Regions from separate parts of the Mus musculus genome. Here all the other regions are linked to region 4. A link is a contact called in public Hi-C, HiChIP or PLAC-seq and promoter capture Hi-C data. All regions are on one chromosome and are shown on one strand. Each heading gives the region's core, a stretch centred on a gene start, on an enhancer-like site or on the middle of the called end of the contact. The rest is flanking DNA. Distances are from core to core; before and after follow the strand shown. Region 1 holds the start of Kcnk13 (potassium channel, subfamily K, member 13). Region 2 overlaps Efcab11 (EF-hand calcium binding domain 11). Region 3 overlaps Foxn3 (forkhead box N3). Region 4 has its middle 3.1 kb from the start of Gm26839. Region 5 has its middle 43 kb from the start of 4930474N09Rik. Region 6 holds the start of 4930474N09Rik (RIKEN cDNA 4930474N09 gene).

The links. Promoter capture Hi-C pulls out the DNA fragments that hold promoters and counts their contacts. A called contact is a pair of places that touch in the nucleus more often than the background predicts. HiChIP or PLAC-seq counts read pairs in DNA pulled down with a chosen protein or histone mark.
Region 1: a promoter capture Hi-C map of liver shows a contact between it and region 4, with 4 times the contacts expected there. The contact joins the promoter of Kcnk13 here to the enhancer-like site in region 4. A contact is called at or near these places in 12 of 39 promoter capture datasets (the C10 cell line, cranial neural crest, embryonic stem cells and 6 more), 14 of 484 Hi-C or Micro-C datasets (B cells, the HL-1 cell line, adipose-derived mesenchymal stem cells and 5 more), 7 of 115 datasets of contacts at active chromatin or transcription factors (acute myeloid leukemia, astrocytes, embryonic stem cells and 4 more) and 2 of 9 other capture datasets (embryonic stem cells and liver).
Region 2: a Hi-C map of liver shows a contact between it and region 4, with 4 times the contacts expected there. The contact joins two enhancer-like sites. A contact is called at or near these places in 1 of 39 promoter capture datasets (embryonic stem cells), 10 of 484 Hi-C or Micro-C datasets (bone marrow-derived DN3 thymocytes, bone marrow-derived macrophages, cerebellar granule neurons and 5 more), 17 of 115 datasets of contacts at active chromatin or transcription factors (bone marrow-derived macrophages, craniofacial prominence, embryonic basal ganglia and 12 more) and 1 of 9 other capture datasets (embryonic stem cells).
Region 3: a contact with region 4 is called in a Hi-C map of liver, with 2.3 times the contacts expected there. The contact joins two enhancer-like sites. A contact is called at or near these places in 1 of 39 promoter capture datasets (embryonic stem cells), 3 of 484 Hi-C or Micro-C datasets (liver and nephron progenitors), 14 of 115 datasets of contacts at active chromatin or transcription factors (VIP interneurons, bone marrow-derived macrophages, embryonic basal ganglia and 9 more) and 3 of 9 other capture datasets (adipose tissue, embryonic stem cells and pancreatic islet).
Region 5: a contact with region 4 is called in an H3K27ac HiChIP or PLAC-seq map of large pre-B cells, with 3 times the contacts expected there. The contact joins two enhancer-like sites. A contact is called at or near these places in 3 of 39 promoter capture datasets (embryonic stem cells, hippocampal neurons and liver), 1 of 15 datasets of contacts at CTCF or cohesin (the NIH/3T3 cell line), 6 of 484 Hi-C or Micro-C datasets (brain, cranial neural crest, embryonic fibroblasts and 3 more), 26 of 115 datasets of contacts at active chromatin or transcription factors (SST interneurons, acute myeloid leukemia, bone marrow-derived macrophages and 19 more) and 3 of 9 other capture datasets (adipose tissue, embryonic stem cells and liver).
Region 6: an H3K27ac HiChIP or PLAC-seq map of microglia shows a contact between it and region 4, with 5 times the contacts expected there. The contact joins the promoter of 4930474N09Rik here to the enhancer-like site in region 4. A contact is called at or near these places in 2 of 39 promoter capture datasets (embryonic stem cells and liver), 18 of 115 datasets of contacts at active chromatin or transcription factors (astrocytes, bone marrow-derived macrophages, embryonic basal ganglia and 10 more) and 3 of 9 other capture datasets (adipose tissue, embryonic stem cells and pancreatic islet).

Annotation. Positions count from the first base shown.
Region 1 is chr12:99,962,453-99,966,460 of GRCm38.p6, reverse strand. It overlaps Kcnk13 (potassium channel, subfamily K, member 13), which reads right to left and starts at 1,962. Exons shown (of 3, transcript NM_146037.2): 1 at 1,660-1,962; 2 at 181-1,257. The coding sequence starts at 514.
Region 2 is chr12:99,860,148-99,863,932 of GRCm38.p6, reverse strand. All of the region lies in intron 3 of Efcab11 (EF-hand calcium binding domain 11), which reads left to right. Among named protein-coding and RNA genes, the nearest start is that of Efcab11, 21 kb to the left of the region's middle. Within about 2 kb of position 2,277, at least 5 of the 459 cell types and tissues checked have an H3K27ac peak or open chromatin away from gene starts, as enhancers often do. A contact at or near this core is called in liver, where this site is marked.
Region 3 is chr12:99,231,481-99,235,386 of GRCm38.p6, reverse strand. All of the region lies in intron 4 of Foxn3 (forkhead box N3), which reads left to right. Among named protein-coding and RNA genes, the nearest start is that of 4930474N09Rik, 71 kb to the right of the region's middle. Within about 2 kb of position 1,851, at least 37 of the 459 cell types and tissues checked have an H3K27ac peak or open chromatin away from gene starts, as enhancers often do. A contact at or near this core is called in liver, where this site is marked.
Region 4 is chr12:99,558,925-99,562,610 of GRCm38.p6, reverse strand. It overlaps a transcript of Foxn3 not described here. Among named protein-coding and RNA genes, the nearest start is that of Gm26839, 3.1 kb to the left of the region's middle. Within about 2 kb of position 1,675, at least 57 of the 459 cell types and tissues checked have an H3K27ac peak or open chromatin away from gene starts, as enhancers often do. A contact at or near this core is called in liver, memory CD8 T cells and microglia, where this site is marked.
Region 5 is chr12:99,118,057-99,121,837 of GRCm38.p6, reverse strand. No RefSeq gene overlaps it. Among named protein-coding and RNA genes, the nearest start is that of 4930474N09Rik, 43 kb to the left of the region's middle. Within about 2 kb of position 1,742, at least 8 of the 459 cell types and tissues checked have an H3K27ac peak or open chromatin away from gene starts, as enhancers often do.
Region 6 is chr12:99,160,716-99,164,261 of GRCm38.p6, reverse strand. 4930474N09Rik (RIKEN cDNA 4930474N09 gene) reads left to right here and starts at 1,454. Exons shown (of 2, transcript NR_038130.1): 1 at 1,454-1,719; 2 at 2,076-2,985.

The sequences.
Region 1 (4,008 bases), core at 713-3,212, 400 kb before region 4:
TCTGGGGTAATTCTAATAATCTTCGGGTGTGGTTGGGATCCATTCACACCTGTTGATTAGCCACAAAGGAATCCCGAGGTGCATCGCTGGGCGCCCAAGCGGAGAACCCCAAGGGTGAGATGCTAGGTCCTGTGAGGGCCCAGGAACTAGGGGCATGGTGTGACCAGGCGGCTCACTTACCTATGGTAGAAACCACTGTACCCACGAAGTAGAAGGCGCCCGTGAAGTCCCAGCGAGGGCGCACGCTGTCCATGCGGATGCCCGCCCTGGTGGCTTCCTCGTAGTGGCGGAGGAAACCTCGCAGCTCTTCACGGCTCAGGTTGTGGCCCCGGCTGAAGTTGGCCAGGCGCTCTTCCCAGCGCTGCTTGGCCTGCAACTCCTGCGCTAGCTCCAGCGCGGAGAAGACTGCGGCGCCGCCCAGCAGGTAGAGCAGGATGAGCCCAGCGAGCAGCAGGAAGCGCGCGTTGTCCTCGTTCAGGTGGCCGGGGCTGCAGCCGCAACCGCGGCCAGCCATGGCACTGGAGGACAGCTCCGCGAGGGTTGCTGCCCGCGGACTTGTGCCCACGCCCCGGGGAGGATGTGCTCTGCCGACCTTAGCCTGCTCTGCGTGCGGGCTCGCCCATGCCCGCCGCGCGTTCCCCAAGGCGGCGTGGATCTCCCGGCCGCCGCCGCCTCCTCGGTGGTTCCTGTGTAGCCAGCTCCCCACGTCCGCCTGGACTCGTGGTTTCGAATCCGCTTTGTCGTCGCCGCCTCCCTGTCCTCTCTGGAGTTCTCCTTAAGGCTGAAGACCAGAGGGTCGGGACACAGAATCTGCTTCGACTTGGTGCGAGGGTGCGGGCGACCCGGGTTCACCCGAGCTCCTAATTCGGCTCAGATTGGGGAGGGGGCGTGGCGTGCCTTCAAGGCAAACTCCCTAGAACTTGAACTCCTCTTGAAGAAAAAAAAGGTCGTGGGTCCAGAGAGAATCGGCGGGTAAGCTTCACATCAAGGTCCGGGTTCCTCGGAGCATTGCTTTCCAAGCTGTGATGGCTGGGATACGGGCTGTTCTCTGTCTTCGGTGCCTCTCCAGGTGGATCTGTGTTGCGTATTAGTGACAATGTTCTGCCGAGAGCCTCTATCCACCAGAATAACCAGGGCTCAGAGGTCGGAACGGGTTTGGGGCAGACGCACGGACGCAGGGACAGTGCGAAGAGGCAGATCAGCCGGCTCGGATCTCTGCTGGGCACACAGGCTCCACGGCAGCACGAGGGCGGACCGCTGTGGGGAGGAGAACAGAGGGGGAGGTTGGAACAGTGAAGGAAGTTAGAAGCATCCTCCCAGGGAGCCTTCCTTGACTTCCCCCATACCAGATCGCCCTTGGCCTCTAGGGCCTGCACCGGGCGTTCTCTGTCCACACGTGCCGGCCCTGCCAGCCCATCTCCCGGAGAACCGGCCAAGGACAGCGGCCAGAAGAGTTCCATCTCTTTCACCCGGTTTTGATCGCCTCGGCTCTGTAGTTCTTGCGCAGTCAGTGGCGCTGAGCTGAGAACTCCAAGCTACAACATGTAAGCCGGCAACAAGGTTCTTTTGTGAACCGCTGGGGCGCCCACCCAGAGACCCCCAACTTGCCATGAGCTCTGGAGCCGCCGTCGCCTTCGCGTCTCACCTTCCCAAACGCACCTGCTCTGTGGAACAGGTTCAGGATGGTTCCTGGCTTCCCTTCTCAAGTGGCCTTGCCCTGCCCAGTGGGGCTGAGAGCAGAAGTCCGTGCCCAGAGCTGCCTTCTCTGTGGAGTGCTCAAAAACTGCAACAGGTGGAGCTCTGCAGCTGCCAACCGAGGCGACTCCACCCGGTACCCGCCCCTTGGCCTCAGGGCCAGTCTCCTGCTCAGGTCTCCTCCGCTGGCGCTCGCCTGGACCTCTAAACAGCGATGCTTCTACCAGGGAGTGCAGATCCCTGGAGTGGTTGCTTAACAGATAGGTCGAGAGCCTCGATGGTCTGCGTGGGTTCCTCTCAGGCCAGAAGAGGGCGCTGCGTGCCCTCCAGACACACCTGGTTCCCAGCAGTTTAGCCACAGGGGATCGAATATAGCTGTGTGAAGGAATGGATTCATAGCCACCCACGGTCTAAACAGAATTTCTCCGCCTTTAGAGAGAGAGAGAGTGGTCCCAGGAGACCCACCCACGATACTAGCCAGAAACAGAACTAGAAAAGCTTGCAGTTCTGTTGAATAGATGCAAATGATTTTGGTGAGAGTAACTAACAGACCGTTTATCTTGCATTGTGTCTCCTGGGGAGGAAGAACTTTAGAGGGTATTGAGTTCACACCCAGGGTGAGTAACCCAATTACCTTTACTAGTTTAAGAAACATCTCAAGTACATCAAAATCGAATGACGTTTACAATGACACAACACACCACCACCTAGATTCTACAAGTGACAGTTTACCAGGCTTGCTTATATTTACCCATTCCTTTCTAGTCACCAACCCACTCAGGATGCACTTTGAATGGTTGTAGACACCCACACACTTTCACCCCATCTCCAGCCAGTATTGGCCATTATTAAGAGCTCTATCCTCGGATTTTTGCTTTTGTGGTAAAATTTGCATGCAATGACATGTCATTGTACCATTAGGTGAGTCCTGATAACTTTGGGAGCCAAACAATGGTGGCCTCCCTCCCTTATCATCTAAAAGCCACCAAAGGATTAAAGCTCCCACAAATATCTTCCCAGTAAATCCCCACCCACATTCCTGCAGAGGTAGCCACTATTCTGATTTCTTTTTCCACCATGGAATATTTCTCCTTTATAGAACTTGGTTTTGTTTATTCAGGTCTCTGTATTCATAAGAACCAGTTATGTGTCTTGTGTAAAGTGTGTTCCTGAAGTGTACCGACTGACATCATTTCAAACTAGCTTTTTCTAACCCACAACAATGCAGTGTCCACATCCTATAGACTGTTGACAGAGCCAGCCATTTTATTTTTAAGCCTTCTGTATACAGGCACATAAACTTATCTCCTTGGGGTTTTGTGTTCTCTGGACACCTTGTATATTGGACTTTTGTAAATGGTTGGACTATTTTGCCCACTTAAAAGCTTGGTTTTGGAGCTGGGGAGATGGCCAAGTCAGTAATGTGCTCATCACAGTGTGAGGACCAGAGTTCAGCTCCCCAACACACATACAGAAGGATGAGCATAGCTGTGGACTTTTGACATCCTACTCCTCCTGAGCAGGTAGGGCCAAGTGGAGCTGGCTAGCCACAGTTCCGTAGCCAAGTCAGTGAACTCTCGGTTCAGTGAGAGCCCCTCTGGTTTCCACATGCACACATGTGCACACACATACAACATGCACACACACACACACACACACACACACACACACACACACACACACACAATGGTCCCTGTTATTGAAGGGCAGTGTTTTATATAATCTAGACTACCAGTCCTTTCTTAGGTGTGTATTTTGCAACTATTATTACCATTATTTTTCTTCTTCTCTGGAATACCTACTTGTTTTAAAAAAGTTTCCTGACAAAGTTTTCAGTTTTGTTAAAGACCAGTTTTCCAGTCTGTAATGATTGATATACTTTGTGCATTATATTATTGCTTTCAAGGTTGCATATGTTCTTTGTCTCTCCCCTACTTTTGTATGGTTGGTCTGTGTGGTATAGAGTTTATTTATTATGCATGTGAGACAAAGTTCACCTTGTCCAAAAATATACTCACTTTTTCTAATGGCAATTATTGAGAAGGAAAGTAAGAATACATTTATTTCAGGAATCTTTTCTTTTGACCGTTATCTATTGATCTAGTTGTTATGCCCATTAAAAATATTTAAATGAATTTTTATAGCTCTTGAAGTCAAGAAATGCAAAGTCTCCAACTTAGCTCTTCTTTTTTCGATATTTCTTTGGATGTAATGAATTGTTTCCGTTTTAAAAAATCAAAGAACTGTGGTTTTTAAGACAGACATTTTAAACATAGGCACAGAAAAAGTCTGTTATCTTGATTAGGACTACGT
Region 2 (3,785 bases), core at 1,028-3,527, 300 kb before region 4:
TGGGTAAGGGGTGGAACCAAGAAGAGAATGCAGTAAATGAATGTAGAGAGTTGCCAGGGGCTCTCCTCCAGCTCTGTGGATCCCTTCGCTCTGCTAGGCATAATTTGGCGTATATCTTAGTTAGGGTTTTACTGCTGTGAACAGACACCATGACCAAGGCAAGCCTTATAAAAACAACATTTAATTGGGGCTGGCTTACAGGTTCAGAGGTTCAGTCCATTATCATCAAGGTGGGAGCATGGCAGTATCCAGGCAGGCATGGGGAAGGCAGAGCTGAGAGTTCTATGTCTTCATCCAAAGGCTGCTAGTGGAAGACTGACTTCCAGGCAACTGGGGTGAAAGTCTTAAGCCCACACCCACAGAGGCACACCTACTCCAACCAGGTCACACCAATTCCAACAAGGCCACACCTCCAAATGGTGCCACTCGCTGGTCCAAGAATACACAAACCATCACAGCGTCGATTCAGACTTGCCCTCCATTCACTCCACTACCCTAAAGCCCAAGGTATCATCACGGCTGTGCTGAGGTGCTAATCACTGCCACTCTAAGGCTGGCCGTGGAGACGGCATGTTAGGCTGTCTGCTCTCTAAGGCCTTCTCCTGCACACTCTCAGACTCTTCCCCTATGGCATTTCCTCTTAGATCTCTGTCTCTCTCCTTGTAGCAACTCTGTCCCAACGCACACTCTCCTCTTAGATCTGGATAGCCCAATCTTTCATGCCTCCAGCTATTAAGAAAGTATCCTTCTCAAACCAGAATTCCTTGGAGTCCTGCTCCCTCCCGCACCATAAGAAGTATAGTGTGTGATTGGAGATGGCCCCTGTCCATCCACATTCACTGATCTCACGGAGCTGAGCACTGGAAAGGTGGTTAAGGGCCAGTGTGCCGAGAAGGTGGAGGCTTTAACTTGCTGAGTAAGGCAGGACTTGGCACTGTTAACACCAAGACCTTAGATGCATTATGGTCAGGAGATGTGTGTAATGAAAAGGTAATGACTCCTGTCTGTGTTCATAGGAATAAGATGTCTATTCTGCTGCAACCTGTTTTTACCTCGTCTCCTTCCCAGTGACAGAGAAAAGCTCCGTTTCTTGTGACATAGACCCTGTTCTCGTTATTCCACTTCTCTGCAGGCAGGTGGAAGGACGCGTCAGTCCTCTGCATGTCCCTGTGCTCTGACAGCCCAGCATGTTGATGTCACCTGTCACTTTGCTTTCTGGACGTACAGTCCTTTTATACAAACACATTATACCCCCAATCATGGCCTCTAAAACTCAGAGTCTGAATTTTATTCCTCAGACTAGAGAAGGCTTACATTATCCCTTTTTTTGTTAAAGGCCACTTCATCCTTTTAAGCCCTTGGTTTTAGGCATTTCGGTCCTTGGGAAAATGAATGTATGGTAGAGTGAGCATGAACCTTGCTTTCTTTGCTAACCCTGGGACCAGCCTTACAGTCAGGTAACCCGGCATTCTTACTGTTTTCTCCTTCGCTGTCCCTGGGTTTATTGCCGTTTCTAATTTGAGCTCCCTATGATAGCCAGACACCAGACTGCTTCATTTTCAAGAGGATTTCTCTGCATACACTGACCCTGAAGCTTAGAACTGTGAACCACAAAAAGATATACATAATGGAACTTTCAAAGAAAAAAAAATGTTGATAGTTTTATTCGATTTTTTTGAATACTTATTCACCCCTGTGGTGAAAGCTGATTACCCTCCTAGGAAGCAGCTTTTCACAAAGTAGGGGGGAAAAATCACCTTTTCAGTCTCTTTCTATATGGCATATCTGTATCACACATATTAAGTAGTTTGGGAAGCAAAAATAAATACATATCTTCATTATAGAACATGAAAAGCGTTCTTTTTTTTTTTTCCTGAGGATAGATAACAAAACGGAAGGACGTATTTTCCAGTTGTGTAGAAAATGCCCAGACTTACATTATCAGGAAGGATTTGTAAAAAGCATTGGAGTTTATGATGGTCTGGATCGTAAATGTTCTTCAAAGACTGTGTATTGACAGCTGGGTCGCCAACCTGTGACACTCCTGGGTGGGGGTCGGGGTGGTGCTTTAAAAGGTAGGGCCCAGTCCAAGGAAATTAGCTGTGTCCTTGAAGGGGACACTGGGGCACTTGTGTCTCCTTTTTATATATCTGACACTGTCAAAGGGACAGTTTCTCCCATCCTGGACTCCAGCCATGGTGACAGGACCCAGGGGTCACTGACTGAGCTCTCTGAAACCAGAGGCAAAGAGCAGCTCTGCCTCTCCTGGATTCTTTGCCTTTTATTTTTCACCATGGCAGGAAGCTGACAGTAGCTAAGCCGTGAGCCTCAGGCTGGCGGGCGTCCTGTGAGGCCACTCCCAGCGACACTCTGAACAGGGGAATGTGGGCACTGGCTTGTTATTTAAAAAGTCTGCAGAACACCGGTAAAGACCAGGTACACTGACAGATTGCCCACACCTCTGTAAGACCTGTTAGTGAACACAACTAAACAGCCAGACCCTATAATTGGTGGTGCCACTGGTGGTGTGGCCCTGATTTGCAACTCCAGTGGCGTGTATGTAGGTAACTATAAGTGGAGCAGTGTACACAGAGAACTCAACATTGTGTTTCAATTTAGAATTTTCTAGAATACACTCGTTAGCTCCCAGGCAGACACAGATAATGCATTGGATATGAGATTTGGCCTAAATGGAATTTTTGAGAGTCTGTGAAGCAGTAATTTCGGTTTGACTCTTGTGACAGCAGGTGGAGCTAGAAGTAAGAATTCTATTTCTAGGCCATTTAAAAGGCAGCAAAATCTGCAACCCTTACATCAGTGTATTTGTTGCAAAGCTTTAGAATAGTAAATTATTAAGTATTAGCTTTGGAGAGCAATTGTGGTATTGCAGAAGGAAAGCCGTGCTAAATGAAAATGTAGTCTCCAGAAAAAGGGCTTGTGTTTGGTTGTGTGTGGCCCTGGTAGACAACCTGAGGGCATGCTGTGGACCATGTATTTACATGGTTTAATGTGTACCCAGTGCCTCTGATCTCCACTGAGCTGAAAATATGAGGTATATGACTCTGGGGGAAAATAGTATGAAAAAACATGATTATTCATAATAGAGTTATTTGTGTTATTAGATTGTTTTTTTTTTCATTTAAGTGGTAGCAAACATACAATTTAAATATTTTTCCTATTTTAAAAAAACCTAAAGAACATTTGTTTTCTATACTATGATGACCTGCATACTGTATAACTCCAAGTGTGGATGTGTTATCTGAATATGTAATTAAACCGACAACAGCATTCATATGCTCCCTTTTCTTATGCATCACCCATTGAACCATACAGCTACACTCTGCCTCGCATCTCTCTGAGTGAGCTGCCATGATCAGAGCAGATCTTAGCCATTGCTTTCCTTCTCACCGAATGCTTTTTTTTTTTCCCCTAAAGCAATGGTTTATTTTACTGGCTCTGTAAATGAAAAGTAATTTGCTTTTTGCCATTACTTTTTGGAGTTAAAGATGATTCAAAACACACACACCTTAAATTTTTTTATTATTTATTTATGTTTATATCCTGACCAGAGTTTCCCCTCCCTTCTCTCCTCTCAGTATCCCCCTCCCTCATCCACTCCTCCTCCATTTCCCTTCAGAAAGGGGCAGGCCCTCACGGTTATCAGCAGCCATGGCATATGAAGTTGTAGTAAGACTAGGCACCTCCGCTCCTGTCAAGACTGGGTGGGGCAGTAGGAGGAAAGGGGCCCAAAGGCAGGCAACAAAGTCAGAGACAGCCCCTGCTCC
Region 3 (3,906 bases), core at 602-3,101, 330 kb after region 4:
CAAAGCCATCTCATTCTTCAGATGTCAGCCATGCATCACCACCAGTCACAGGACAGACAGACAGACAGACAGACAGACAGACATGTGCGCGCACGCACAAGTCACAGGAGAGACAGACAGACAGACACACCAGTCACAGGGCAGACACACACGCATGCACAAATGCATGCACAGGTCATTACCCATCCATCTGTCTGTCTGTTTGTCTCTGTCTCCTTTTTCTTCACCCCCTTTTACCTTCTCATGAGTGCAAAGAAAAACCAAAATTCCATCTGAAGTCCAGAGTACCTGGATACCCTTGTGCCCTGTCCTGCTTTCCCCTGAATCCTAAACCTAGCTAAAGCTTCCTCCTTTCTTCCAGTGGGTAACACTCAGTCCTAGTCGTATATGTTCTGCCTCAAGGGCATAAAATTAATATAGAAATGACATTTTATGTAGTGGAAGCCTTTGATACAACAGTGCAAATGGCTCTGCTTTGGGAAGTCAGCAATCAGACATGAAATGGTACCATTGGGCTGCTCACTGGGACAGCACTCTGGCTTTCTGCCCTGCCTCCCACCCCCAAAATCTAACTCTGAAAAGCGACGCAAAAAGGTATTTGGAAGAGGACAAGGAACTGTGGTTATTTTATGAAGACTAGCTCTCAGATTCACACAGCAGCATTTTTTCCACCTTTTTAAAAGTCTTAACTCAGACAAGAAAAATTGGATGCCTTCCCCCAATAGAGTCTCTGAACTGTACTTAATGAAAGCTTGGGTAACTCGTTTGGATTTTGAAAGACAGAAGACCCTGCCCGTTGCTGACTAGGGTTTAATTGCGTAATGAGGCAGCCAATCCGATTTTTATCTGATTTAGACGCCTTGCAAAATAAGCTCCCACAGGTCTGCCCACTTTTTGCCAACATGTCCTGGCAACTTCTGTTGACTCTGTTTACTACAAAAGTGATTGGTTTCATAAAGGCCCGCTGACTCATTTTTTTGTTTATTTGTTTCTAGTCTAAGGTAGCCTAGGCTGACTTGGAACCCCCCCCCCCCCTACATAGCCAGGGATGACCTTGAACTCCTGATCCCCCTGCTTCTGGCTTGTATTGTGCTAGGGATGGAACGCAGGACTTTGTACATGCTAGGCAAGCAAGTCCATGAAGATGTTTTCATTCCAGTCTATCGTGAACAGTGGCCACATTTGCCCTTTCTTATCCTTTCCAGTTCCCCGCCTCCCTGTCCTGCCAGTCCCTTTCTGTCCCCAAGTCCCTCCTTATCTATTTATAGAGTGAGTGTGGATGCATGTGTATATAAAACCTATGTTCTGCATGTGAAGGAAGACATACAGTATTTGTCCAGGCTATTTCTCTTAATTCTCCTCTCTTCAAGGGACTTGGCTTCTTTACCCAGGAATTCATTCAGAACTCTGGCCCTGTGGTACACATCAGAGAATGGAGCCGTATGGCTCCTGAGGAGCTGGCTGTAGCCTGTATTTCTTCTTTTAAGAAAATACCCTATGTTGCTAGAAGGTGTTCATTCACCTGATTTAGTTCCCACCAGGCTGAGAAGGGGGCAAAGTACAGAAAATATGGTTGCCTCCTGTCAGATCCACCCACCTCCCCAGGCAAGTACAGTGCAAGGGAGACCTGGGTGGGTGGGTCAGGGTGAAGGGCCTGCCAGAGAACCCCTTAACAATCCCCACCTTCACAGCCGTAACTGAGAGAAGACTCTCACTAAAGCTGCTGTCTGCATTCTCCTTCTGCCCCAAAGCTCACAAACTAGGCAGGTTCCCAGCTTGGAGCTGGCTGGTGGAAGCCCGGGCTCTTGTTTGCTGTGGAGTTGTCTGGGCAGCAGAGCAGAGAGACATGAAGAGATTAGTCAAAGCAGAAGGCCCAGAAAGGGCAGTCCTCCCAGCCTGGCCAGGAGGGATCCTGTATTGGGTAGAGGAGGCAGGGGCCTGTCTCCAGCAAACTTATAGGTACCAAACCTTGTCCTTTCTAAGATAGGCTAGAGGCTGTAACCTAGAAGATAGTGCATCTACTTTGGAGATTCACACAACCAACCCCTGGCTGCAGATAAGGAAATTTTCTCATTTAGCAGATAAGGCAATAGAGGCCATTTAGGCTGGGTAACCTGCCGGGACCTGTTGTTGGATAATCAGGAAGATATCATCGCAGAGAATATACGCTGATGTATTTCTTCATCTTTAACAGTTTCCTAACTTCTTGAGATGTGTTCTCCATAGTTTTGTTTGCATGCTGCCCCTAAGGGACTTAGGTTTTTTTTTGGTTTCGTTTCGTTTTGTTTTAAATCTTCAGGGATCCCTGGAAAAAGCTCAACACATGGTAACAACATGTACAATATGGTAATAACAGTACCATGTGTGTGTGTGTATGCGTGTATGCGTGTGCTGCATACACTTGCTGGCATAGGTGCGAGCGCGTGTGCCTGTAGCTGCTCATGTGTGCACATACATGTGGAACCCAGAGGCCCATGCCAGCTTCCCCTGGTGTCTTTCCACCTTTTTTGTTTGCTTGTTTTGACAGTTTCTCACTGAACTGTTTTGGCTGGACCGGCCTTAGGGCTCTACCTGCCTCTCACCACAGATAGGGTCATACATGCCCCCACGCCCAGCCTTCTGCCTGGGCTCTAGATTCCTAACCTCAGGTCCTGCTTCTTTGGCAAGCACTCTGCTGACTGAGCGTTCTCTCCAGTCCAGAACCATCTCTGTTTCTCAATAACAAACGTGTTAGGGTTGTGTTGGGTAGTTACAAACTCTTAGTCAAAAACCACACTGCACGTTAGTGCATGTGAAAGTTTCACAAGCACCCGAGACCTTGGGACCCTGTTTTCTGTCACCAAGGAGGAGGATATGCCGTTCTCTTGTACTGACGCTCCAGAGGGAGGCCTCTGCCCAACGGGTCTCAATCCAGCTCCTTTCTGTATCCGCGCCTCTCATAGAGTCCCATAAAACTTCCAGATCCTTCCCAGAAATACACACCTCAAGCAGCTCCCAGTAAGCCCTTTATGGACTGAACTCCTGACCCAGGTCCCTCCTTCCCTATCCTCTTGGCCTCCACATTCAGGTTTGCCCCTTCTTCACACAGGAGCTGCCTCTGTTTGGCTCTTCATAGATGCTAATGAGAAATAGAGGGGGGGGGAGGGTCCAGCTCCTGAGGGGAGGGGGGAGGACAGGCTCTACAGCTGCCTGCTGTGAAGGACTGAGTGAGCTCTCTTCTGCCACCTTAGTGAGTGTGTCCCAGATGACCTGGTGGAAGTAAGCATTGAGCGTCCTCAGAAGTTTAATCTCTGAGATTGCTCCCAGTTTGGGCTCTAATACAATGTTTGATGTACAGTGGTGTCCGTTGGTTTTATGAGACACTATATAATAGAAAGTATTGCTATTTTTAAAACGAATCAAATAAATTAACATCTTAAAAAGAATTTCTTTACCTGTGTGTACAAGGCCCAAGTGGAGGTCAGAAGAAACTTGGAGTTACTTCTCCCCCAGTAGGTGAGTCCTAGAGATCCAACTCCAGTCAGTCACCAGGATCAAGGCAAACCAGCCAAGCCAGCCAAGCCATCTTCCCCACCCCAAGTGTGAGTGTGTGTGTGTGTGTGTGAGTGAGAAATGGAATCAGTAATGAAATCCACATTGGATTCATTAGCTATCCTTTTTGTTTGTTTTTGCAAAGTGCTTAGAGAAAATAGGCAGCTAGACATTGTGGAGAAATGCAAAAAAAAAAAAAAAAAAAAAAAAAAGCTATTGTGTTCTGCAGCCCCAAATGGACAGTTTCTTTGGAGAATAAAATTAAAAATCACCCCCTCCCGTCCCCTTTTTACTTCTAAATCTTGCTGAGTAGGACTAACCCGGGCTGCCCCTGAACTTGAGCCAATTCTCCAAGTTCCTCGGATTCGGTTGTCT
Region 4 (3,686 bases), core at 426-2,925:
CAGGTTATGCTAGCGTTGGGACACAGGATTGCGAAGGCGAAACTGCCAGCCCGGAAAGGACTGGACCGGGCTGGTGGAAGCTCCCCGTGGCGCTGTTGTAGGCTGGGTGCTACCGGCTCATTGAGGAAAATGGGGATGGCTCTCGGAGCTGAGGAAGACATCAGTATTTCCCTTTTGTTCCCTGTTTTTTCCATTGATCTCCAGCTCTGCCTTAGCCAGGGGGAGCAGCTCTGAGGGTGCAGAGAGCCCTGAAGACTGCACGAATGTCTGGAGCCCGCTCTAACTCTCACACTGATTGGTCAGTCTGATGGGGACTTAGGAAAACAGTCACCCGAAACCGTCTTTTAAAACCTCGTCTTAATTTCAGATCTGCCGGCTTGTACATGGGTTCCTGCCTGGTTTCTCTTTTGATCTGGGTGCATCTGGCTCGCTCTGGGTGTCTTTATCTTTAATTTTGTGTTGTTGTTTCTATCCAGATAAAGTAGGCCATTTTGGTGACAAATTTCTCTGCAGATGTCAGCTTCTAGCTCGCACTGATAGATGTGGGGCTTCACAGTGATTTCTCTCCATAAGTTGTAGGATGCAAAGTTGCTCAACTTGGAATTAATTTTTCCTAATTTTTTTTTCATCTGAGCATTTAAATAGCTACACCAACAGATGGAAGCTTAACTGTATCATTACTTTGATAATTTAAGTGCCTTGTGAATTAGTATGTTTCTCGCGCTAAATCTAAGTCTTTAGACAGTGGAAGGGAAAACAGACAATGAAAGGCAAGCAATCCCGATCAGCTTGCAGACTATTGCAAGAAATTGTGGCGTCTGCTTTGAGCAGAATACAATTCACATCCAAGAAGGGGCGGGGGTGGGGGGGTCTTTTACCACAGAAGGCAGAATTAGAGATAGGGGATGAAGCGGGATCTCTATAAGACAGCCTGCAGCCTCTCTGGACATCTTCATTTGAGCCTTAAAGTGCCTCATTAAAGAAGCTGGGTCCCAGAAGTTGTTAACCGTATAAACACTTTTCTGATTGGTTTAAATATTTAGACACAGGAAGTAGATGGTATCTAGTAACCCAGGAATGGAGACATGGTTGTCATAGAAACTGAGAAGTGTAACCCCACCCCACCCCCACCACACATGCATTCACTACCATGACCACCACTTAGGGGGGAAAAAAAAAGCCCTGCATGTCATCACAGATGCTTGGAGAACTTGCTGGCTTCTGTTAGCTTTCCCACAACATCTGTTGAAACCTGAGACCATGCCTGTCAAACCAAGGTCATTTTACAACAACAACCAAAAAACAGAGCCCTCTGGATTTCATAACTGTATTTTTATTGAAAATAGTTCAGGGAAGAGCCTGAAAGCCAGTGTGAGCGTTCATGCTTACTTAGCATTTTGGATCCTCTGAGTTAAGCAAGAGGAAGGCTGCAAAGAGTACATTTGAGCCATTAATTGTAGAACTATGTGTCTGCTTCTAGAGGTGTGTCTCTCCTGTTAGAACAAAAGTCCTTTTTTACAGACTTAGAGACCAGAATGCAGCCAGCGGAGGCAGGGTCATTTGGCAAAGGCGTTATGAAGTGTTTCCGGGCTTGCAAGCCGGTTCCAGGTGGAGTTGAGGTGTTTGATCATGAAGGTCTCTGGGGGGTTGGACAGGTTCCCTTGGGCTATGCCTGGTGCTCAGGGGAGCAAAGGGCAGGGTGTTCTTGGTGGCTGAGCAGGGGGAGGAGGTGCTCCTAAGTGGAGCGAGGACCATTTCCAGACTGCAAATATGACTGCCCAGTTGATTAGATGCATTTCCTCTCCCGTGAATGGAGAGCGGTGCTTTCCCGTTTTTGTTTTTGGTTTTTTTATTGAGGCTATTTTGGGTGGGTGGGGCGGTCCTCCAGGCCGTTAGCACACATATCAGCTATATCTTATTCATGGTGAGGAATACCAAGGAGAAAAGTTTAGTCACCTCCTCCAGCGCCCCCTTTTCACTCATTTTGCTAAGCAGAGAATAACCAAACATACCTCTCCTAAATTTTGACTTTGAGGTGCTTCAGTAAAACTTGTCGATATAACAATCAACACAGTGGCTAGAATTTGACCTGTTGTATCCATGACAATCTTTAAATGGTAAGGTGGTTTTTTTTTTTTTTAGTATTTATTATTATTAATTATGCTTAGGTGTATGTATCTGCATGTGGGTGTGGACACATACCAGAAGTCCTTGGAGCTGAAGTTCCGGACTGTTGTGAGCCCTCTCGTGTAGGTGCTGGGATCCGAACACAGGCCCTCTGGAAGAGACCTCTTAACTACTGAGCCATCTCTCCAGCACCCCTTTTAAAATATTTATTTATTTATTTATTTAAGGCAGGATTCCTCTGTGTAGCCCTGGCTGTCCTGGAACTCACTCTGTAGAGCAGGCTGGCCTCAAACTCACAGAGATCCACCTGCCTCTGTCTTCTAAATGCTGAGATTAAAGGTGTACACCACCCCCACCCTGCCAGACTCCTTAATTTCAAGGTCTTTATATTTGTGTTTCAAATAACTTCTCTCCATATGTGGTATATTTAGCACTGCACTGGACCCTTTTCTTAAAAAGGTTTTAAATTTTATTTAAATTGCAGTTTGGTACTTCTAAAAGAATATCACATCTCCCTTGTTTTTCTCAACTGATTGCCTCAAGGAGTGGGGGGAGAGATGAAAGAGTTCCTAAATATGTCTTAATGCTTATTTAATATCCTATATTGATGGTGTAGCAAATAGCTTAGAGCCATGTAGTGTCCATGATCCGATTACGGGTGTAGTTCACGATCCCACGTTATCAAATATTTGGTGCTCCGGGACTTGATGGCATGACTGGTCCCTCTCAGCAAAGGATTTCCTGTTGAGAAGTTATCTGCAAGTACAGCAAACTGCCATTGGCAGGAAACCTGACAGTTGCTTGTTTTTACAAACTGAAGGAAGTGAATGAGACTTGTTAGTTTCCAGAATCTACCTTGACTCGCTCCAGCCTGCCCCAGAGTTTGCTCAGTTCAAAGGAGGTGACCATGAGTTGTACGAACGATGAGCCTGCTTCAAATCACTGGCACTTCCGTGAATTTCCGTTTTGACTTTAGAATTGGAAGAATTAATCCTTACGCTGTCAGGTACAGCTTCGTTCACCAATACAAATGAGCAAGGTGCTCAATGAAGTCCTAGCTCATTCCCAGTTGTCAGAAAGTCACTGATAGAATCATTCAAGCTGGCACTGTTTGGATGGCTGTGCCAAATTTTTAACAGTAGTTTCAGAATACCAATCAAATGCCAAAGGAGGGAAGAAGGGAAGGAGAGAGGGAGAGGACTGTCCTTCTCTGCTTGCTTCTGAGGGGGGGAAATTCATAAAGAACATATTTCAGGTATGTGCCAACCTTGCTGGTAGCCGGAAGCACAAGGTAGGTGTGGGTCTGTAAAAAGGCGCTTGAGAGAGAAACATCACAACTTTGAAAGCATCTACTACTTGAAATCATTATTTATTTCACTATTTTAACTTTGGATAATCTCATGTTTAATTGCTTCAATTCATGAATGTTCCATATTCTGGAGGGGTAGGAGGAAGGGCAAGCCTCTTTATAGGCTGTAAGTACATAGACCCCCATAATAGAACCAGCTATTGGAATGGCCCACACACACGTTTTCTTAGGCATCGTTTTTGTTTTATAG
Region 5 (3,781 bases), core at 493-2,992, 440 kb after region 4:
GAGGCCAGAAGAGAGTGTAGATGCAGATGCTCTGGGATTGGAGCTATAGATGGTTGTGAGCAGTTATGTGGTTGCTGGGAACCGAACCTGGGTCCTCTTCAAGAACAACAACCATTTAGGCTTCTCTCCACTTTTTTATTATGATTTTCAAGTAAAGGAATATTAATAAATGCCTCCCTTGGGCACAGTTCTTATTGGTGTGTGAATTAAAAGTAGGGGGCAGAGAGATGGCTGGAGGTTTGAGAGGCCTTGATGCTCTTGTAGAGAACCCAGGCTCAGTTCCCAGCATCGTATGGATGATTATAATCATCATCAACTCCAGTTCCAGGGCATCACGAGCCCTCTTCTGATCTCCATGGTCACCGGGTACATACATACTTCACTTAACCACCCGTAGGCAAAACATTCAGATTCACAAAATAGAAGTAAATAATCTGGTTGTTTTGTTTTGTTTTTTGCTTAAGAGCCTGGAAAGCTAACATTGGGTCAGGATGTAGCTCAGTTGGTGGAGTACTTGCCCAGTCTGCACAAAGTCTTGTATTTGATATTGCATACAATGGGCTGTCGGGACACATGCCTGAATCCCAGCTGGCTTAGCGAAGGGAGCAGCAGGCGCTCACTGATTGCCGGGGTGGGCTAGCATTTGGTAATTGGCCATTAGTCATGAATGTGGTTATTATAGTCTTGGATAAAACACACATTTGTCTTTTTTTTTATTGTTTTGATGTGTTTGTGTATGCATGTGTGTGTGTGTGTGTACGCACATGTGCAGGTGCACATACATGCATACGTGTGTGTACAGGCCAGTGGTAGACATCAGATGTCTTCAGTTGCTCTCCACCTTATATTTTGAGATAGTATCTGTCCCCAAACCTGGCGCTTACCCGTTTGTTAAGACTGCTGTCCTGCAAGTTCTCAGAATCTTCTTGCTGCTGCCTCCCCCGGAACTAAAAGTGGCAGGCACATGCTGCAACATCTGGCTTTACCATGGGCCCTGGAGATTAGGTTCTCCTGCCCACATGACAAGCTTCACCAGCTGAGCTACCCCCCAACCTGAACAAAATATTTTAAATGGCTCACGTGTCTACTCACAGAGATGAACAGAGTGATCCAAAGGCAGAGGGAGTCAAGGAAGGCACAGTAAAGATAAAGAAGGCAAGCCTTTCTCCCCATCAGTGCTCCCGCAGTAGCTGTGGGCTCTCAGAATGAATCTTCATTGGTACCGATAGCCGTCTTCAACTTTTCGCAAAGGAATCCAGACACCAGTTATCAGAGCTCACACATCAGAGGTGTTTGTTTCAGGAAGCTGGTAGAAAGCTAAGATTGTGCTGCTCAGCCATGTGTCCTCCAAAATTGATTTTCTAAAGTCTGCTAAGAACAAGGGAGGCATGGAGGCGTATTTAGGCTCTTTTGGGTATCAATTCCCCCTTCCCTGCTGGTTTTTGTTTGGCATTTGTTCAGCCATGTCAAACCCCACAAGCCACAGTAATAAGGGGCTCTTGGTCTATACACATCTTGGCCTTGTGGCATAATCTGGCGTTTTAATGTCCAAGCATGTTTTTAGTGGGCCACGGGGCTACGGGGCCATGGGTTAAAGGCTCAGTGCTTGCGGTCTGTCTCTTTGTTGTGATCCTTACCTGTTTCAGGATGGCTGGCCTTTCCTCCCAGTTTATGCTGTCCTGACCTTTTGCCCAGAAGGAGCACAAGTACTCTGATGTTGGTGGGTAGGCGGGCTCAGTCTGGCCTGAGGTACCCGTAATAAGTATCATCCGGAAACTTCTTAGAAACCGAGTCCTGCCCCAACTCAGTCTTGGGAAGTCACGAGCTCTTAGGTAGAACCAGAAAGTCTGTTTTTCCCAGATGCAGGGAACTCTGAAGTTCAGGGAATTCTGAGGATCAACAGGATAGAAGATCTGTCTCATGACCACCTAAAAAGGCAAGCTAGGGCGGCCGCAGGCAGCCACTGAGTCGGAACATTTGCTTTTGTCCTTTGAGAAAAGGACCTCTGTTTGAGGACAAAGCTGGAAATGGACTCTCATTGCTTCTATTCTACGGGAGTCAGAGCATTGACTCAGCATGCCCCACCTCCCCTTTTGCTCCTTCCTTCCTCTCCCTCCCCCTCCCTCCCTCTCCCTCTCCTTCTACCCCTCCTTACCTCTCTCTTTCCCTCTCTCCCTTGTGTATGTGGTGTGTATATGTATATTTTCTTAAGCACTTACAAGACCGGAGTTTCTTGGCTGAGCCTATATTTTTTTCCTTTTGTGACTTCTCAGTTCACTGGGATGTGTTTTTTCTACCGACTTATAGACTTTAATAAAGTTGCCAGTTTATATATTTCCAAACTACTGCAAAATTTTACAATTTTATTTGTCTCTACCTTTTCTTTTGCGTTGTTTGGAGCAGCCTCTGTAGCATGCACATTTTATATTTTATGTAGATAAATGGTTGACCTTTAGTGTGCTTCAATTTTATGCTTAGGAAAGCCATCCCTGTCACTTAAAAAAGCAAACAACTATTCTACTGTAATTATTTTCTGTTTTTATTTGATACTTTTTAAAGTCTTAGGTCTTTGCCTGGAGTATGGGTAATGTGTATTTTCCTCAAATAGATAATCAACTTCCCAAGTTTTAAAAACATGTAATCAATCTTAGCCTCTTTTCCTGTTTCTACAGTAACGTCATATTCTGATCAAAGCAACTTGAGGGAGGGAGGGTTTATTTTAGCTCACAGTTCAAGACATAATCCATCTTGTCTGGGAAATTGTCTCTGCTATCTGCTTGCCGGCGCCATTTTACACAGTTCAGAATCCCCTGCCCAGGGATGGTTCCACCCACAACTAAGATGGCTCTCTCTGCATCAGCATCCTCCCCCATAGTCTCCCAGGTGACTCCAGAGTTTGTCAAGTCGACAGTTAACATTAGCTCTCCCGGAGCCTAGGAAAACGGTTGTGTAATGTGTGTTCACCAACAGCCTTCCTCTACTCACGTTAAACACCGTCCTTGTCATATCCTGAGTTCTAGACTCCACCTCACCCTCCAGAGCCATCATTTCTCCAACAATATTCTACCTTTTGTATACTTTCCTATAGGTTTAGGTGTCTGGTAGGGTTTCTTAAAAAACTGGGTTGTCTTGTGCATTTATTTTGCCAGATGGATCAGCTTTTGAAATTCCATAACAATTGATTTAAACACTGGCAGCTTGGTGGGAGAGAACCAGATACTGTGACGAATTTGAATCCAAAAGCAGACCTTAGAGCGCCCTCTATTTGTTCACTCCTCCTGAGCAAGTGATAATCTTCCCTGGAAAAATCTTACGCATATTCATTTGCTACCATTAGGTATTTAAAAATACTTTCCATTGCTAGTCTGATTGTTGCTAATAGGCATCTCATCAATTAGTGCGAGAGTAAAGGAGAGCTATGATCCTAAAGGGAAGCCAATCGTCTTGTATCCTGCTTATTTCTGATATTATTTGTGAGTTTTTGGTTGACTGCATTAGATTTTCTAGGTAGACCATCAGATCCGTATTATTTTTCTGCATGTAGCTGAAAACTAGATTCTGAACCAATTTTACTCTTTTAAACTTCCATTTTTAGAGTCTAATTTTATCTTTATTAATTACGTCCTTAAACTTTCCTTAGATGTACTCCATTCTCGTTTGTGAGTTCTGGAGTTCAGTGACAGTTCAGTAATTTGTTTGCAATTTTTAAATTACATTTATGTGTTTTTGTGTATGGATTAGGTGTGTGGGACAGTACACGACCTGCTGCCACCTGGGGAAG
Region 6 (3,546 bases), core at 205-2,704, 400 kb after region 4:
TTGTTCAATGAAGGTGGGAATGTCCTGCCACTAGGGACACCAAGACAGACTTGCCGCAAGAACTAAAGCTAGCTCTATCATATGGCCCAGCTGGACCACTCCTGGGTCTTTACTCAGTGGAGTCCAGCTTAGCACATCCCAGGGATGCTTGCGCATCGATGTTTATTGAAGCACTAACCACAACAGATACGTTGCAGACCCAACCCAGCAGGATAAAGAGTGGTGTATGCGTACGCAGTAGGATGTTTTTCAGTCATAAAGAAGGACGGCGTTGTGTTGTTTTCAGGAAAATGGATACAACTAAAGATAATCAGAGTAAGCAAGGCATGCCAGCCTCAGGCAGATAAATCCAAACCTTGCTAAGGGAAAGAAGCCAGGCAAATGTGGTTACGCGAATCATTTCATCCACATGTGCAGAAGAGATAAAGGCACAGTTTCACAAAGTGCACTGGTATGTGCTCTAGGCAAATAAATGTAGGAAAGGAGGAACGGAGTGTTATGTTGGGATCTTCAGTGTCCCCTAAGGGTTTATAGGCTAGAGACTTGGTTCCCTTTGAAGGGTGTATTATGGGAGTTAGATCCTTGAGTCTGGAGAACTGGAGAGCTCTCCTTTCTCTCTCGCTTCCCGGGTCACAGTGATGTTACTACACCTCCTCTTCCACACGTTCCCCCAGAAGGCTACGCTGTCCTGAGCGTGGGAACAGCTGCTTAGGATTCAGGTCCTTCCTAAAAGACTGACAAAGAATTGAACTCCCAGGAACAAAAGAAGTGAAGGCTCAGAAAGAGTGAAAGCTGGTGTTTATTGAAGCAGAGAGAAAAGGCGAAGAATAGCCTGGAGGGTAGGGTCCCCGAGAAGCTGGCAGGCCGCCAAGTGGTCTCTGAACGCCATGGCCCCTTGGGACACTCCTTTCATTGGTCCTCGCTCCCCGCTTACCATTTCACCAGGTAGGATAGAAATAACCCCAAACACATGGCCTTGTTTGATGGAGGGCTTTGATGGAGGGCTTTGACAGATAGGTGGCCTTGGTTACTAGACACAATCCAGCTGTGATGTGGGAGTGGCCTCTCTCTTCCTCTGACCCTTTCTCTGGCTTCCTACTCCTTAACGACACAGATCCGAAGCAGCAAGGCCGAGGGAGCACAGACCGAAGCTGCCGAAACTGTGAGCCAGAATCAACCTTTCTTCCTTAGGATTTTCAAGATCTCGGGTACCATATTCCACAACTGACAGCTGACTGACGCTGGCAGGAACTGTTTAATGGGACAGATTTTTCTTCTGGGGAGGAAAATGAATGGCAGGGGACACATTAAGGGAGAAGAACTCATTCCATTGTTTGAAGTAGGGTGTATATGCAACTCCATGCAGGGTCCTGGGATTCTAGCTGCATTGTTAGAATGGAGAGTGCATAGCCTGAGCCAAGTAGACTCCTGGGTTGCTAAGAAACCTCGAATCTTGCCTGCCTCAAGGAAAGAAGACCAGAGAAACACCCCGGAGGAGGCTCGGTCTGGAATGTAACTATGGGAGGCACATGCTTTCTAGAATGTTCAGATCATAATGAAGCAGATTGTGATAGGCCAGGAAGCTGTGATCTGGACACAGCTCTCCACAGACACAATGAAGAGCCTTGGCAGATCGTGAAACGTGTCAGGCTTCCCTGCCTTCCTTTAGCTTGGGGTTCCATCTAGTTCAGACAGTCCACGGGGCACCAGGGTTAAAATGTAAGTCACTGCAGCTGACATCTGGGAGGAAGTAGAACACCTCTGTGGAGGGGATGATAATGGGAGAATCTGGAGAAGAGACAAGAGCGTCTCCAGATCACGTGACACTTCGGGAAGCGAGAGGGCGTGGCTCGGGACGGAAGTGAGCCTGAGAATTTGGGCAGCTCTATCTCCAGTTTTTCCTTTTACCTAAAAGCGGCCACTCAGATTGTGAAGCAGAACTTGGCAGGGGTGGGGGTAGCAGCTTCCTCCTGGTTTCCCTGGGGCTGGTGGTGTTACCATGGTGATGGAAGGGCAGTTTGTTGTATGCCTTTGCGCTGTGACTACTCCCCCCTTTGTTCTTCTCCCAACTATAGGTGTTTCTTCCAGAGCTACAAGAAAGAGCCAAGTAGGGGATTTCTGTGCTCACCTCGGGAACGGATCTCCTTCTCCTCTGTTAACCTTTCTATCCTGTGAGGGAGTCAGTCCCTGGATTATAAATTCTGGATTATAAATTCTGAGGCGCTTGGTTCCTGTTTCTTGAGGGGAGGCAGAGACACCAAAACCTTTGAAATAAGACATACTGAATGAGAACAGAACAAAGTTGGGTCTGTCCCTTTATTCTGTTTCTGGCAGTCGTGGTGGAGAGATGCTTTCTGGGAAGAACTCAGTAGTTGCCTCTGCTGAAGTCAATTTCTAAAGGTTAGGGATGTGAGCCTTTTTAACTCACCCTGTATTAACTCATTCCGGCCATATCATTCATGTGAGCTCCTTGAAGCCCTTATGGAACCTATTTATTCTCTCAGACATTATTGGATTCCAAAGGGTAGAGGCAACCCTGAAGACGTGTGGCTGCGTTCTGCCCTCATCCATCAGCCGTGGACTCCAATGGGGATGTCATGTTCTCCATAGAGGCATCTCTGCTGGGCCTCTTTCCTTGGCTCTGCGCAAGAATCTATGACCCTGGAAAAGTCATGCAATCTCTCAGTGTAGGCTTCCTAGACTAACAGACAGAAGCAGAGGCTCACGGGGCAATAGGTTCTGAAGGCTGGGACTGTACCCCAGTCACTGTTGCTCCTCCAGGGCCCGAGATGGTCCTTTGCATGTCATCGTGAGTCAGGAAATGGCTGTCAAATGGGAGAGAGAAAAAAGAGGCAACAGAGCACCAAGCCCAATGACCTAAGTTTGACACCCAGAAAACTGTGGAATCAGAGTCTCAAGTCTTGTTATTTGTCCTCTGATCTCTATGTGTGCCATGGTACATGAAAACACACTAAATATATGTTTAAAAACAGGTTTTTTGTTTGTTTGTTTTATATATATATATAAGAAAGCTTTGATGGTGATCCTTCCATACCAGCTGGAATTGTTGACAAGTAACAGGCACCATCTCAACTGAGCAAATGGGGACTCCACAACGCCCATCACTGGGAAGTCTTTGGGCAGAGCTGTTTTCTGAGTGACTGGATCCCAAGGGCTCTGTGAAGCCACCAGAGAGCTGAGAGCTTTGGAGGTTGTTAGGGGCTGAGGATTCATTGGGGATGGGTAGCTCTATTTCAAAGAGACCACCTCGGGGTGGGGGTAGGGCTGGAGTTAGGAGGTGAAGCTCTGTGCACAAAAGCCTGGGGTCTGATACCCAGCATCAACCAGGCATGGTGATGCACACCTCTAATCAAACGGGCAAGCAGGAGGATCAGAAGTTAACAGCCTTGGGTACATGAGACCCTGTCTCATAAACAAACAAACAAATACATCGGAGTTTCTAATCATGTCTTGGTCACCAGGTTATTTGGCCTTGCTTTATTTTTGTTCTTGTCTGCTTTTTCTTCAAGGTGGATTCTGAGGGCT